Regions from separate parts of the Mus musculus genome. Here region 1 is linked to region 2. Evidence: chromatin contacts called from public promoter capture Hi-C data. All regions are on one chromosome and are shown on one strand. The core of a region is the stretch at or near the end of the contact, and the rest is flanking DNA. Distances in the headings are between cores, read along the strand shown.

Region 1 (2,766 bases), core at 160-2,659, 92 kb before region 2:
GGCCAGCCTGAATCTCAGAATGAATTCCAGGTCAGTCAGAGCAACATCCTAAGACCCTGTCTACCCAAAATAAACAACAAAACCAAAACAATAAAAGATGTTACTTCCTTAAGATTTGGAAATGAAGCATCACATTCATAAAAGTCTCTGGGTGAAATAAATCACAATGGAAATCATAAAACATTTTGAAATTTAGTATGTAGTATGCAGCTAAAATAGCACTCATTTACAGCTTTAGGGGTTGGGCACTCTAAGTCAGTGGTAGACTGACCACTTGCCTAACACATCTCATGCAGCAAACCTGGGTTCAAGAACCAGCACACACCATCAATAGAAAATAGTATTGAATCCTTTCACTACAAAAGATTTACCAGAAATGCCTGAAGGTTCTGAAGAAACAAGAAACCAGGCATGTGCTGGAGAGACGGCCCAGTGGTTAGGCGCACTTATTGCTCTATGACGGTGCAAGTGGGATTCCCAGCACCCACAGTGGGTGACTCAGAACCAAAGTCCAGCTCAGGACTGATGGCCTCTTCTGTTCTCTGCGGGCAATCGTGCATGCAAACAAGACAAAAGTTGTTTCTTAAAAACAAATGGAATTGATACTCTTTATAAGACTTGGTCTGAGAAAACATAAACCACTAACCTATTGGCAATATTAAAGCGATAATAGAGGATTAAAACACTTTCTCTAACAAATCTGACAACTCTTCAATGGTCTCTTAGCACCTAAGGAAATTAAATCTCTATTTACAAACTTCTCCTCAAAGAAAATGACAGGTGTGGATTGCTGATGAATCCTTATAATCAAGAGATAAACCCAGGATTTTATCTTATGATGTGAGGAAAAAGGCAAGACTTACCAGCATGTTTTTTTTTTCTTTTACCAGAACTAGCATAGTCATTTTTTTTCTTTTTTAATCAGATACGTGTACTGATGTGTGCCTGCGTGTCTGTATGTGCACCATGTGTGTGCAGACGCCAGAGAACAACCTTTGACCTCAGTGACAACACTGTCACTGAGTGCCCACTTGTCTCTTTAGTCACTCTCACAGTGCTTGTGGCGAGCCTGGGGACCTGGCTCAGTGGCAGAACCCTTGCCTAGCATGAAGGAGCCCCCTGGGTTCCATGCCCAGCACCTAACCAATAGGTGTGTCGATGCATAGGGTGACTTCCAGGCCAGCCTGCAAGAGCAAATTACTACCGTGGTGGTGGGATCAAAAAAATGCAACTGAGCGGGCACTTTGCTGCAGGGCAGCATAGGTCCGAACAGGCTCCTACCGGCCCCTGTTGCCCAGGGTGTGGGTGAGGCTAGGGTGTCTCGCCTCCATTCCGGGCTCACCGTAAGTGTCGTCTGTGTCCCTGCTGTCAACCTCTCCTCCAGGTTGCTCTCTCCTCCTCTACTTTCCAAGGAGTAGTGTCCCAGGGTTTAGCGGGTAACGGCTGCCGGAGGCCCACCCACCGCTCGAGGAGAGCTCCTATTGGCTGTGTAACAGGGTGGCTCCATGATTGGCCTGGTGGGGCTTAAATGCGCGGGAAGGAGCTGCACGGGGCTTGGATTGGACTCGCTGGGAGTATCTTCTCGCGAGACTTAAAAGGCGCTAAGCGGGTGAGTGCCTGTGGTTTGTAGAGCTGTGTGTGCCCTAGACATGGAACCCCGTGGCTTGCGCTTTGCTGCATCCTGCATCCTCTTTGCGGGGTGAGGGGGTCTAGAGTGGGGCACTTATTTGCCTCTGGGACAAAATGTATGGGCGTACAACAAAATTCAGAAAGCAAGAGATTGTTTCAGTACAATCATTAAAAACAAAAAAGTAACAGAAAAAGACTCAAAATGAGAAAATTATCCAAACCAGTATCCTTTTTTTTTTTTCTCCTCTCTTCCATTTTGGTCAGGTTGTAAACGGCTCCATGGAGAACACTGTTTGTGATCCTGTTTTTATTTAGTTTGGTATCATGGATCTCTTAGTATTCATTTTGATTTTTATATGACTGCATTAAAAGATTATTTGAGCCAGGCAGTGGTGGCGCACGCCTTTAATCCCAGCACTTGGGAGGCAGAGGCAGGTGGATTTCTGAGTTCGAGGCCAGCTTGGTCTACAAAGTGAGTTCCAGGACAGCCAGGGCTACACAGAGAAACCCTGTCTCAAAAACAAACAAACAAACAAAAAACAACAAAAAAACACAAAACAAAAGATTATTTGATTGCTGAGGTTTTAAATTTTCATTATATACATATTTTTTAAAGCTTTTTATTTGTAATTACGCCTATATGCGTGTTTCTCGGTGGGTAGGTACACGTTGAGTGCGCTGTCTTTAGGGGCCAGAAAAGGGCATGGAATTCTCTGAAGTTGGAGTTCATAGGAGGTTGTGAGCCCTGGTGGTCCTGGGATTCCAAATGGAGTCCTCTATGGGAACTGTATGTACTCTTAACCACTGAGCCATCTCTCTAGCCCCTCCCACATACATATTTTGTTTGTGTTCTCAGTACAGATACGGTAGATAATTTAAGCTTGCACAAAATTAGACGATCCAGGAGGACCAACATCTCAATAGCATCATAGGTGACTTTACTTGTCTGAACATAATTACCAAAGAGTAGTGGAGGCCCTTTCAATAAGGACAAAATGGGTTTAAACCTGGGTCTACCTTCAAACTGCTCCATCAGAGACAGAGGCCTCATTTATTCTTTTATTAATAAATTGATTTGCCAAACTCATATTGACCTACCAGCAGCTGGGTGCTGTTCAGTAATGAATTGGAGACTGT
Region 2 (2,818 bases), core at 12-2,511:
AGTGGCTGAGGCTCAGTTTTTATCAAGGTCTCACAAAAGCCTGCTAAAATGGGAACCTTGGGTCTCCCCCTCTCTCTGGTATCAACTCCATAAAATACATGGTTTCACAGAGTACAATTTACTTTGAAATATTCCCACTAATAAGCAACCACAGCCATGGATAAGGCGCGCGGGGGTGGGGGGGGTGGGTGGGTGATGCAGGCTTGTAAGCCCGATAGTGGAAGGGTTGAGACATGAGAATCCTGAGAGCAAGGCTAGTTTGGGTTATGGATCCTGCCTGAACTCCCAGACCCCAAAACTATAAACTACACAGGCTGTAACAACCAAAAATCCCCCAACTCCCCGGTGCCCAATTTTCAATCACCGTCGTCCTCATCCACTGTCCCTACGTAAGTTCGGGAAGTAAAATATGCGTAAGCACCTTGCCCAGACACAAGTGGCTTCTGGCACCCGCCGAAGTGGATCTGGGGCCCTGGATCCTAGAGGAAGGTGTTCCTGAGGTCAAGAACCTGTAAACCCTCCAAGCCACTCATGGCAAGGTGGTGCGGCTGGATGAGGACCCAGGTGCTGTACTCGGTAAAACACCAAACCAGCAGTTCCCTGTGAAACTCTACACCACCCTCAGATCTCAGACCTCGGTTGGGTCCTGGCCAGAGCCAGCCAGCTGGGCAAAGCCTGCCTAAAGACCATCACTAGGGGTGGAGGGAGAGCCCACTCTCCTTTTCGTCCTTGAGAGGAACATTGGAGCATAAAATGTACTTTTCAGAGCTCCGCCTACGGACACCTTACACTCAGCCAACCACCTGATGGTAGGCAGGAGCTGCCCTATATCAGGATTTTCGAGTGGCCCAAGCCCACTCGCCTCTACTCCAGCAGCACCACGGTAGCTGAAGGGGCCACTGTCCTTGACCTTAGAACCAACTGAGGGACCCAGGCGGCGGTTGCTGGCAGGCACAGGTCTGAATCATGTCTCCCTCTTACCAGTCTTTGCGCCTCTGGACTCAGACAGTCGATTTCCTTGTTTTGCGCGCCCTCTGGGCTGGTCATGTTGCCGAAGTGAAGTGCAGACCAACTTCCCACCCAAGAGTTCGCGCGGAAGACCCGCTCCCTAGTCCACAGGCAGAGGGTTCTCAGTGAGGCCACATTCTGGGATCCAGGAAAGCCGTCCAGGCAGAAGTAGAACTTTCAACGATCCCCTGGGCGCACACGCTCGGACGCCCAACTCCGAGGTTCCCTAGCTGGGGTGCGGCCGGCGGGGCGGGGCGCAGGTGGCTCCCGGCCGGGGGCGGGGGTGGCAAGAGAGGAGCCGGGGGCATACTCCGCCCCAGCCCCGCCCAGCCTCTCCCCACGCCCCACCCACCCTATGCCCGCCTCTCCTTCCTTCCCAGCCCCTTTCCCGCGCTCTTTCCAGGGGGTTGTACCCCTTCCTCTATGGTTCCACCCAGCCTGTGTCCATCTGCTTCCAACTTTCCTTCCTCGCAGCCACATTCTGCCACTTTAGTCGTCGGCTTCGCCCACGATGGCACTCTCAGCCAAAGCACTCCTACCATGAGGTCCACTCGGGCCCGCCTACCCGGGACCCCAGCTCCTCCTCCGTAGCCCCACCCACGCTCCTCCTCTTGCACCGCCTCAGAGCCTCCGGAACCGCCTCCCTCCCCTCCAGACCGCTCCTGGCCAGCAAGCTGCTGTGCCATCAATCACCACCCAGTCCCTGCGGCAGACACCGGAAAGACTGAGGGAAAGACCCTGGGGACCCCACCCTTGGCCACGCCCTGGCCGTCCCCAGCTGAGTCAGCGCGGGAGACCAGCCCAGGCCTAGGGAGGCGCGCCTTCGGTTAGGACACGCGTGGCTTTAGCTGGAACCACACCGCATGAGCCTCTGCCAGAGCGCAGCTGCGCCCGTCACTACTGTCTTCCGAGCCGGCACGGCTTTGGGGACCACAAAGCTACCGCCCATGACCACGCTGGACAGGAGCGAGAATCAAGCGGAGGTGACAGCCGCGATCCGATAGGGAGCGTCGAGGAACTAGTATCCACGCTGGACAGTGACCCGACTCGCAGCACGCGCCTTCCACGTCCACTGGGCAGGAGCACCCCTGATTTAAACTTAAAGCCAAGCGGGCAAGCAACCAGAAGGTTCCAGTGTTGTGCGCTATGGACAGGAGCACATGGCCTGGGTGACCTGTTTTCTCCACCCTAGAAGAGCCTTCTTCGGGCTCAAAAGGAAAATCAGAGGGCCCCCTGCCTTGTTTCTCTGTACTGGAGACTCCAGAAAGATCTAGAGAAGCCAGTCACATCTGAGCCCGGCTGACACGCTTTTTTGGTAACAAGGAACCAGTGTGCGCTGGCTTATGCACATGTGGGGCAGCAGCATTCTGGTACTAAGTCTCTGGGTAGTGCTTCGAAGGACTGGGTAGACCAGAGAGTAGACACAGAAAGACGAGTTCTAGGGGGCAGGATGGCCTGGACCAAAGGGATGAAGGGGACCTAGTTTGAGGAGTACTATGCAGGCCGAAAGAAAATGGGTACCAAGCTTTGGTGAAGTGTTTCAGATGAGGAAAACTTCCTGGGAAGGAGAAGACCTGCTCCCAGCAGTTGGTTTCAGCATCACAGTTTACAAACAAAGCTCTATCAATCAGAGAGAATAGTTTTGGATAACACCGTAACGGCAAGGGCTGTGGAATTTCTATGGGGGTCCAAGTAGTTTTACTAGGACTAACTTTACAGGTGAGAGTGGAATCCAGTTAATAACACAGCCTGAGAGAGTCGGGTTACTGTATTCTCACCTAGATAGGGAGAATCTAAGCCTCTGGCCATG

The links. Capture Hi-C pulls out chosen DNA fragments and counts their contacts.
Region 1: a promoter capture Hi-C map of liver shows a contact between it and region 2. The contact joins the promoter of Rbm44 here to the promoter of Lrrfip1 in region 2. A contact is called at or near these places in 1 of 115 datasets of contacts at active chromatin or transcription factors (embryonic stem cells) and 3 of 9 other capture datasets (adipose tissue, liver and pancreatic islet).

The regions. Positions count from the first base shown.
Region 1 is chr1:91,143,746-91,146,511 of GRCm38.p6, reverse strand. Rbm44 (RNA binding motif protein 44) reads right to left here and starts at 1,409. Exons shown (of 16, transcript NM_001033408.4): 1 at 1,343-1,409.
Region 2 is chr1:91,051,887-91,054,704 of GRCm38.p6, reverse strand. It overlaps Lrrfip1 (leucine rich repeat (in FLII) interacting protein 1), which reads right to left and starts at 1,261. Exons shown (of 25, transcript NM_001310732.1): 1 at 982-1,261. The coding sequence starts at 1,047.